2 separate regions of the Capra hircus genome follow, and region 1 is linked to region 2. A link is a contact called in public Hi-C data. All regions are on one chromosome and are shown on one strand. The core of a region is the stretch at or near the end of the contact, and the rest is flanking DNA. Distances in the headings are between cores, read along the strand shown.

Region 1 (5,355 bases), core at 1,063-3,562, 280 kb before region 2:
AGCAACTGGTACACAAGCCATGTTTTTAAGGAGGGCACAAACCACCATAATCGCTTTCTCAGGAGTATGAGGGCAAAGGGAGCTCTCACAATAGAGGTAATGAGGCAGGGTGAAAAAAAATGTGATCTGGGGGGAGCTCTCTGTGGAACTAGTGATTTATGAAGTTTTTTTTGCAATTGGAAGTGACCGGGGAATGTTTCTCTTTAATGTTTTCCACTATAGTTTGCTTTAGTAGGAAACATATTTGCAACGGGGTCTGGCATCACGTTATGCTCCAGGGTCCAGGGTTGTATCCCATTAGGTTTTATCAGAGACGACTGCATAATAGGAATCTGGATGTAGTAAAAACCTAAGGAATCTAAACCACTAACCAGACTCACCAAATGTAATAAATATAAATGATAGATGAAAGGAAGATAGAGCTGGCCATTTACTTACGGTTTGGAGCAATAAAAGCAAGCTTTAAATTTTTTTCTTTTCTCTCATCTTAGCAGGCAGTCCCATGAACATACTTATTAGCATTTTCAAAAGGCTTTATCAAATATTGACTTAATAAAGAAGTGTATCCACTTAACGGTGACCTCCAGACACCCCCATTAAATTCAGAACCCTAAATTATATGCTCCAGAGCTATAGTAGCGACACAATCAAGAAAAAAAATGAATGGGGTCATACATGGAGAGGGGAGGATTTTTAACGCTTAAAATTAAATATGTATGGGGACTGTTTTGATTTGCACAGGAAAAAAAAGCTCCCAAACTGATGGATATAATAAAAAATTAAAAAGTCAAGGCACTCTTAAAATACACACACTCCTATAGATAAAATAGATAACCAACAAGGACCCACGATACAGTACAGGGAATTAAACTCAATGTCTTATAATAATCTGTAACAGAAGAGAATATAAAAATAAAAAGAATATATCTATATATGTGTGTATAACTGAATCACTTTACTGTATACCTGAAACTAATACAACATTGTAAATTGACTATACTTCAACAATTTTTTTTTTTAAGACAAGAGATAACAATAACAACAAAAAAAGTCAAAGTACTCTTCAAACCCAGTTGGCCTTTGAAACTTCACAGACAGCGTTGGTTGTAAAGCCACAAAAGGGGCCTAAATAACAGTGGGCGGGGGTGGGGTGGGGGTTGACAAAAGAAATTAGGCAGAGGACTTAACTGATCCCATTCTGGTTCTATATTCTCCATGCTTCCTCTGGTTCTTTTAGGGACTGTATTTGTGAAAGAAATCAGGAATGTGTATCCTTCCTGCCAACAGTGCAGAGAAGGAGCCAGAGGGTGGCGGGGGGGTGGGAGGAGATAATCAGGAACAGGACTTAGCGTAGATTTGACAGCCAGGTTGATTTCTTTCCCGGGCTCAGGAGTTTTTAAAATCTGCTTGCAAGATTGATTTTTACTCTTAGCATACAGAGGGTAAAGTGATTTCCAACCCTGGTTTTTACAACGCTCTAGGGTATTTCCAATGATTACAATGTGTGTCTTTAAAATTCCCCAAACTAAATTAATCTGAATTCACTGAAAAGGCAAATATGACTCAAAAACTTTTTTTGCTTAGTTATTATCTAGTTTACCTTTCTAAAGTGTTTGATACTCCTTGGAATTCTTTCCTGCTGGGGCTCTGTGACAGTGTTACTCAGATGTTTCAGGTCTAACTGCTTGCCTTCCTGGCTGGCTTCTGCTTCTCTTCCAGGCCTCATCTCTGGATCACTAGGAATTCAGCTGAGTTCTTTCCTGAACCCTTTTCTTGGCCCTGCCCCATTCCCACCCCAGGCTCACCCCAAAAGTCCTTCATGAACTCCTCAAGATTTCTAATTCCAGCCTCTAAGAGCTATTTGCTGTATGAAATATCCACCATGGGAAATTCCTCAAGGGCAGCCAGGCTGGGGCTCAGCAGCGATGCTCAAAGATAGAGGAGATCTTGGAAAAGGGGTTAAATCTATCATGACTTCTGGGTTTCTATTAACTCACTTCTAAGGCTGGGTTGGGCTCAACCTAAGCATGTTACATGCATTATGGCATTTAATCTTCACACCACCTCTCCGAGGAAGCATGATTATAGCCATCCTCTACACTTGAGATCTAAGCTAGGCGACAGCAGGCCCTAGATGAAGCAGCTGGGCTGTGAGCCATCACACTCTTCTGTCTGAAGCACTGGTGATCTTATCCTTTATTTCTGGACAAACAGACTGGCTGGATCAGGGCCTGGCCGGAAGGTGAGCCCAAGCCCTACCACGATGCAGAAACAGCCAATCAAAAGGACAGGAACTCAGCTAGGGGGTGTGTGTGTGTGTGTTTTACAGTGACTTACTCTGCATGGATGGTTGTGGTAGAAAGTGAGGTGTCATCACAGGGACAGAAAAATGCACATAGGAATGAACAATTGCTGTCAGAGCTCACACCACCGGTCCCTGCCTACACATACAGCCCTATTCTGACCATAAGACAGGGAGTAAAAAGTGAAACAACCCTTGAAACTGAAACCAGATTATCCATGGCAATTTATTAAATACCAGTGTTTTCAAGGCCTTATTAAAGTTAAGTGTTTAGCGTATTTTCTTATCCTCTGACGTTCCCTTCTTCACTTGTCAGCGCCTGCTGGCAGCAGCTGGAGTAATCTGGCCAGCTCTGCTGTATATGCGAACCAATTTGATTTCCCCCAAAAAGATTAAAAATCAGCAGAGTGATTTACAAATAAGGCATGTCACTGAAAGCACCCACAATAAGAAAGGGTTGAGGAGGACACGCCCTCAGGTCATCACTGACTTCCTTCTACTCAGAGTAAATGGTTCTTTCCCCCCTCATTCTTCTTGCCTGCTCTACTGTATGTGATATTCTGGGCAATCAAAAGACTCCTCCTACTTTTTGAAAAATTCTCTCCTCTTTTGGCTTCCAGCATACTGTCCTTCCGCCAGGTTCCCTTCTTGGCTCATGTATTGGTTCTATAACTGATAATCTGTTCACCCATCCATCTATCCATCCATCCATCCATCCATCTTACAGATGTTTAATGACCCAATATACCACGCATGAGCAAAATGACAGGGCATCTTTGTGCCTGGTTTTACAGTTGAAAATGTTTTTATATTATTTTACTAATTTCTTGCTACAACCATGTGAAGTGGCTGTTAGTACCTCCACTTTAGAGGAAGAAACAGGCTCTGAAAGGATCTGGGATTTACTCATACCAGCATAGCCAGCAGGTGGCAGAGTCTGGACATGAATTCAGGTTTTTCTTGCCAGTAATTCACAATGGTACTCTCTTACATAGTGACTGGTCAAGTAGAATTTCTAAACTAGTCTCATTATTCCTAATGAAATGTCATGATACCTATTCAATGCCTTGTTATTAAAACTGTGGAATAACAGTTCAAAGTCTGGATTCCTACTCTCACAGAGCCTGTAGCCCTGTTGTTATTATTTAGTTGCTAAGTTGTGTCCAACTCTTTTGCAACTCCATGGACTGCAGCCTGCCAGGCTCCCCTGTCCATGGGATTTCCCGGGCAAGAATACTGGAGTGGGTTGCCATTTCCTTCTCCATGGGATCTTCTCGATCCAGGGATCATACCAGTGTCTCCTGCATTGGCAGGTGGATTCTTTACCACTGAGCCACCAGGGAAGCCCATTGTGGCCTAGGAGGGGCGACATGAATTATAAGTTCACACCACAAATGTTTTTTTTAAGGTATGAGGGAGAGTGGACCAAGTTACGACAATCAGGAAGTCTTCTAAGAGGAGGTAATCATTAAAATGCATTCTGAAGGATGAGTCAGTTTCAGGAAGAGGGGATGAAAGAAAATCATACACAGAGAAGGAAAAGCATGTGCAAGGGCCCCCTGGCAGGAATACCCAGTGTGCTGAGATTTTGAAGGCCAGTTTGACTGGCACAGAGAGACTGAAAGGAAGCCCGGCACAGGATGTAGTTCAGACCACACAAGACTTTGTAGCCATGATAATGGTTTTTACTTTTAGCTTCAGAGCAATGGGAAGACACAAGGCAGGAGAATGATATGATTAACTTTTCTGGTTCTCACTTCTGTGTGCAGAATGAATTGCAGAGGAACAAGAGTGGAAGCAGGGAAAAACAGCTGGCGGGCTTTTGCAGTTGTCCAGGCGAGAGGTGATGATAGCTTGGACCAGGGTGGTGGTGGTGGTGGACATGGAGAGAGGAATCCCATGGGTGCCCCCTGTTCTGCTCCAGCCCATTTTCTCCCTAAACCCTGCCACCAGAATGTGCTCACGAATTTGCAGTACATGGAAGCTTGTCCACACTTTGGGGCTCGGCGGGAGTCTCCTCTTCCAGGAAGCCTTCTCCAGGCAATGCCAGTTCTCTGAGATCTTTCAGAAGTTGAGTCTATCTTCTGTATCATTCATTCACATCTGCTTCTTCTCTATGGCTTGGATGTCCTCTGGTCCATTCCTGAAGATGCCTTCATTTCTCTTGTCTTGCTTTCTCCCTTTAGAAAGTAAATGCTTTGTTGGCATTTGCTGAATGGTATCAACAGGGCTCCTTTGGAAATTACATTTGTAAATGATTATTCATGCCAATTGCCTTTTTTTCCCCCTAAATTAAACACTGGTTACTTTAAATCTGTCTTCGTGATCTCGTTCTATCAAAACGTATGTCCCCATTTTTCTATTCTTTCCTTTCAACTCTTTTCCATATATTTCCTAGTAGAAAGCAGCTTCGGGGGAATGAAGTAGGGGCGGGGGGCAGGAGTGTAATTAAACAGGGGCTATCTGACCAGAATTCCTATACCTTTTAATGGGGTATTTGATTAATTCTTTCCACAGGCACCATTATTCATGCCTTGATGGAATCTCATTTTATAGCCCTTAATACATGGACCCAATTTATCCACATCACATTGTATTCTAATACTTGTCATCCAAGTTATTAGCTATCTCCTTCTCAGTGTAAAATCATCAGCAAGTTTGATTAGCTTATTCCCTGGGGATGATGGGGGAGATAAGAAGAGACATAGTACAATATGACCACCAACAGTTCCGCATCCTCAAGAGCAGACAGCTAAGCGGAATCCACTTACGGAGCTGGGGTGGCTGCGTAAGCATCTGTCCTCGCCCTCATGGGAAGTTATCTGTGTGGTACCCAGGAGCCACAGCCACAAAGGGCTGGCCACTGTCACACCTGGTGGTACTGAGCCATTATCCTGAGTGGGATCAATTCAGTAAAAAGGAACAAGGTTTTTCCCCCTCCTGCTACATAACACCCCCTGCCTCCCAAACCTCATAGCTGAGAGGCACAGCTCGGAAGCTCCTCTTTATTCCAGAACACCACTGCAGCCTGAGACACCTGTTCTTCCCCTTCT
Region 2 (5,665 bases), core at 2,800-5,299:
TGCTATGGCCCCAACTGTGCTCTGTACTCACAAAACCAAGTTTGCATACACCCTAGGAAACACGAGGTTCCTTTGCCCGTGCTTATCAGCATGCTCTACCTCTCACATCTCTCCCATACAATGTGCCCATTTGGGATTCTCCCATTCTACATGTTGAAGCGCTTCTCTCAACACTCTGTCTGAGGTGCACTGTTGTAACAACATATATCTTCAGTTACAACAAAAGGTACATCCTCCACCTTGAACACAATATGGTACCCACCTGTGAGGGTAGCTGCCAGCCCGTGTGCACAGGCGTTTGGGTTCAGAACCATTGGTCCTGGATTTCCAGCATAAGCGTGACTCAGTGATGACAATCTTCACACCCCTCTTCTAAGTGTATCTTCATGATTCTTGTCCCGCTACCAGCTGGCTCGTTTTCTCTTCATTTCCAAAATCAACTCCCGAAGATAGAAAGATCTAACTTGAATGATCTTTGATCCAGCTGGACCACATCTGACAATACCAGTCAGTCCATGCACGGAGGTCCTGGGCCAAGCATCCTCCTCTGTCCAATCACACGTGGCCAAAGGATGGTGTGGTCAAAACACAGCAAAGTCTGGATGAGCAATGCCTTGAGGACGCTTCTCTCCTTGGAGGCTATGACCACGGCAGTGTTCTTGGCCAGGAATGGTGTGTTTGATCACTCCCATGATCAATGTGTCTGGTAACTTCTCCTGTCCTATAAATAACAGAATAAAATCATAATGATGAGGGACGTGGATGCTAATAATAACTGTGAAGAACTGGCTGGCTTCAGGTTCAGTACCTCTATTCTTGCTGCATCACATGCACTGGCTGTCTCTGAAAGTTGTCAGCTTTAATTTCCTATAAGCCAAAAGGTTAACTGGGTTTGAGAAACTCTGAGGAGAGAGCCTGGATTTAAACACCCCTTTCCCTTGACACAGAGCTCCCAGCTGCTACCCTCATTGTGGGTCGAGTGCCTTTAGAGATGTGAACATTCTCAACTTCTTTCCCTAAGCCTGATGAAGGCCTACTTCCCCTGTCCCTGGGAGAGGGCTGTGAATAGCCATGTGCTGGTATCTCACTTGTTCCTAGCTTAGTCTGTGGTATGGCATCAGCCCACTAAGGCCAACTCCAGAACATCCAGCTTTGAGCCAAAGTGCTTTCAAAAAACCAAAGGTTCATACCTGGGAGGTCCATCTCTGACCAGCCACACATATGGAGTGCTGCAAGCTCTAGCATTAACTCACCGTGTGATTTTTCAGCAAATTGAAAAATACTAGGCTGCCTCCCTTCTTAGTTAAAAAAAAAAAAAAAATCCATAACTAATAGGCTTGACAATGGGAAGGAATCTGGTGAGAAGGGTGGGCTGCACCAGAGCGCCCCCTACTTCAACACGGAGTTTCCCCTGGCCTGACATTGACTCTGGTTGGGCTAAGATATTAAACCAGGGGTGCACCCTCTCCCCCTGGACTGACTGCTTCAAGGTCTAGGACACCATCAGTAAAGTCTAATTCCTTGTTGTATCTGAAGTTGCCTTAGTAGCTCATTTCTCCAAAGTTGTGGGGTCTTTGTTCATTGTGTATTTAATTCACCAACCAAGGACTCTTTCTACCTTGGCTGCCAAACAGTATCTCAAGTCAAAAGTGGCCTCTGGTCTATGTGGACAAACCAAGGTGACTTCTTCCCACTCTGGAGGAGATGTGGCTTAGTGGTTAAGGGCATGCGCTCTGATATTGGATATACTTGGGGCCAAACATTTGTGACCTTGAGTAAGTCATTTAACATTTTTGTGCTCCGTTTCCTACCCTGTAAGATGGGGATGACGATGCTGTAATTTTGCCCCATGGAGAAGTGTGCGAGTTAAACAAGATCTTGCACGTGTAAGCGGTAAACACCCTGCTGTTTTTGTTTTTTGTTTTTCCAGCTAAGTGGGATTTTCCAAGGAGACACCAGAACTTCCCCTAGAAACCTCCTGGGGCTGCCTGCACTTTGAAGCTCTTCTAGGTAAAGGTGGCAGAAACATCATACATCATAGCAGCCACTACAGGGTTCTCTTCACAGATCTGTTCCTCCTGCCTCCCTGGGGGCAATGTCATGGGTTCCAGAGAAGATGGCCAAACGTGACAGCCAACATGGAACCTGCCAGTCTGGACTGGGGCCCCTCACTGTGCGGGAAGTGTGCTGACCACCGGTAGGCGTGAGTGGCCCACCACTCTTCAGTCGGGGTTCCTTTTAGGTGCACTGCTGCTCGATGTCACTGTGCACAGGACTTCAGAGCAGGGGACAGACACGGGGGAGGGGCCCCCACCTCGCCTGCCTCCTGGTCTGTGAGAGTCACGTGGCTCTGAGAAAGTGGCTCAACCGGACAGGCCCCCCAGGTCCTGGCTCCCAGAAACCTAATCCGGGCTCAGCCAGGCTTTTGTTAAATCGCTGATCTAAGAGTCTGGCAAACCCATTAAGAACAGTATCTGGGAGGATTTCTGGACCAAACAGGGCTCCCAGAATCATCGCCCCTGGAAAGGCTGGTGTGTCCAGCGCTTTGCAGTTTGCAGGGCTTTGATGCCCCTCGGGCCAGTCACAGAACAATTCTATGGGGTGGGCAGAGTTTAGAGGAGAGAAAATTCCCTGTGGAGTTTTAAATCTGAATAGCTTTGAGGTCAGCTGCTTCAACCCCTTTGCCATGTAGATGAGGAGAGGAAAGTCCAGAGAGGGCTAGGTGACTAGAGCAAGCAGGGCCAGGCTCAGTCTGGGAGCTCTGTCTCTCTCCCACATCCAGCTGCACCTGATACTGGGAACCCTTGCCTGACTGGGAAGACAGACACCCTGAAAGCCCACACCCAGCTTGTGGCTGCTCTGTGCCTGAGCCCAGGTTGCATGTGGCCTCCCTGACTGCTCAGCAGGTAAAGAATCGGCCTGCAATTCAGGAGTGAAGGAGATGAGGGTTCTATCCCTGGGTCGGGAAGATTCCCTGGAGGAGGAAAATGGTAACCCACTCCAATATTGTTGCCTGAAAAAATCCTGTGAACAGAGAGGAGCCTGGAAGGTTATAGTCCATGGGGCTTCAAAGAGTCAGATACAACTGAGCAACACACACACACACACACACACACACACATACACACACACACACACACACACACACACACACACACCAGGGTCCATCACAACACAGCTTCAGCAACAGTCCTTTGTCGGGGAGAGGGGACAAAGCCAGCCCAGGTGATTGCTCTAGCTTTTAGCTGCCCTCAAGAACCTCCATGAGTCTTCTCAAGTCTTAGACACGGAATGTCAGACTTCAGGCAAGAATTTTTCAACCCGAGGATGAGTCAACCCGGAGCATTCCCTAGCCTGTCCTGCTTTTCCAGGAATCTCCTAAAGTGCTGGAACTTAGGGTGGAACTTGAAAGATCAATCCCTGCTTTTAATCCATCAAGTCTGTTGAGGACAGATGATTTTTTCAGCACTGGACTGGTCGGTACCACTCGAGGGCAGGGGCCGTCCCTTCCTTACTGAAGAACCCCAGGGTCCTTAGCATACAGAGGAAGGGAGAGGGTGGGGGGAGGAGGAAACTTTACAGAGGGGGCTGGGTGCCATTTACACTTTCAATTCCCCCAGATAGGTGGCTGGAGCACTCTCCTGGGTGCCAGAGGCTGGCTGTGCCTGTGGTCTGTCTGGGTGGAGAGGCTCAGGTTGCCCATACAAGCACATTTCCTCAGAAACACATCTGCTCAACCGCATGAAAAACAGCAACTCTGCTGGCTTATTTAGCGTCCATTAAGTTCATATTCAAATGAACATGCGGGAAGGAAAGGGGCGGCGTTACAACAGTGCAGAGGCTGGGAGAGGCATTTAAAATGTATGAAGATCTGTGCACCAGATGTTTGTTTCACCTCAAGAAAATAAAATGATAGAACAACACAGAATGAAATGTCATAACCAAATCTCGGTGAGAGCAGCAAGGGAAAGCTGCTCTGTCTCCTGCTCTGGCTTCTCCCGGTCTACTCCAAGTGCACGTTGCAAAGACTGGCGTGAGTCCAGTCACAGAGTCTCAGCTCTTGGTGTGAGCGGCAGTTATAGCTGAGGCCGTCAGTACACACGCAAGACTATCCGAACTCTTGCACGACACAGACTCTCTTTGCACACGAAGGGTCTCAGCCAGCTGGCTGGTGTTCAGTGGGCTGTGCCAGAGGCAGACATGAATGCTAATGAGTGTGCAGCTGCCCACAGGTCACAGTGCAAAGGGCGGAAGCCCTGGAATGAGTCCCTGGAAGCTCTCTCTGCATTGTGGCATTGGTCAGCTAGCTGGTACCAAGCCTCCTCTCCCAGCAGGAGGGGCTACACCCAAGCTCATGTTCATGCAGACTGAGGCTTCCTCTCTACCACCGCCTCGCTGGAGGCATCACAATGCTCCGGGTAATGCCTGCACATCTCCTCTGCCTGGAGCCCAGGAGCATGTGTCTTCCTTCAGCGACTTGGTGAACCCTGTGAGCCATTCACTCTGATACCAGGAATGATAACAGGATGGGGGAATGTGACAATATCTGCCTGTGTCTTGGGGCTGTCCTTTGGCCTCTTGAGCTTTCCCTCTCCCCAGTTTTCCTTAACTCATGTTATGGGATTTCCTCAAATCCAGTTTCTGAGGGCAAGAATTCAGATAGGACCCACGTGGCAGGACCCCAGGATGAGGGATCTAGTCACTCCTCAGAGCTGCTTCCACCACACTTAGAACCACAAGAGCCTAGTGACAAGGAGCAGCACTTTTAATGCCACCACAAGCCTGGAGGCACAAAGCCAAAGGGCAGGAGTCTCCAAGGAGCCGTGGGGAGGAATTTCTTTAAGTGGTGACCACACAAGGGAAGGAGCTGTGGCTGCTTATGGTGATGCTCCTGAGACAGTCCTCTTCATCTGTCTCTCTGACAAGCCCAGCCTAGCTTGACCTCAACACCCAGCATATCACTGCCTGCTTTATGACTCTTAGTCTCCCAGAAATGGACAATTCTACAGGGTTGCTGGGCTTTTTCTGAAGTCTTTGAGATAACTAGCATTTCTCACTGAGTAAAGTAGATGGCCCTGTCTTCAGGTGAGCTCATGGCCCTGGGGAAATAAGTTATTTCAAATCCTAAAAGATGATGCTGTTAAAGTGCTGCACTCAATATGCCAGCAAATTTGGAAAACTCAGCAGTGGCCACAGGACTGGAAAAGGTCAGTTTCCATTCAAATCCCAAAGAAGGGCAATACCTAAGAATAATCAAACTACCGTACAATTGCACTCATTTGACATGCTAGCAAAACAATGCTCAAATTTCTCCAACCTAGGCTTCAACAGTATGTGAACCAAAAATTTCAGATGTTTAAGCTGGATTTAGAAAAGGCAGAGGAACCAAAGATCAAATTGCCAACATCTGTTGAGTCATAGAAAAAGCAAGAGAATTCCAGAAAAACATCTACTTCTGCTTCACTGACTATGCTAAAGCCTTTGACTGCATGGATCACAACAAACTGTGGAATATTCTTACAGAGATGGGAATACCAGACCACCTTACCTGCCTCCTGAGAAACCTGTATGAAGGTCAAGAAGCAACAGGTAGAACTGGACATAGAACAATGACTGGTTCAAATTGGGAAAGGAGTACGTCAAGGCTGTATACTGTCACCCTGCT

The links. Hi-C and Micro-C count contacts between places; a contact is called where the count stands out from the background.
Region 1: a Hi-C map of blood shows a contact between it and region 2, with 5 times the contacts expected there. The contact joins two enhancer-like sites. A contact is called at or near these places in 3 of 5 Hi-C or Micro-C datasets (all in blood).

Annotation. Positions count from the first base shown.
Region 1 is chr4:73,460,893-73,466,247 of ARS1.2, reverse strand. The region is part of intron 3 of ATXN7L1 (ataxin-7-like protein 1); the gene reads right to left. Among named protein-coding and RNA genes, the nearest start is that of ATXN7L1, 120 kb to the right of the region's middle. Within about 2 kb of position 2,312, at least 2 of the 5 cell types and tissues checked have an H3K27ac peak or open chromatin away from gene starts, as enhancers often do.
Region 2 is chr4:73,180,060-73,185,724 of ARS1.2, reverse strand. No RefSeq gene overlaps it. Among named protein-coding and RNA genes, the nearest start is that of SYPL1, 65 kb to the right of the region's middle. Within about 2 kb of position 4,049, at least 1 of the 5 cell types and tissues checked has an H3K27ac peak or open chromatin away from gene starts, as enhancers often do.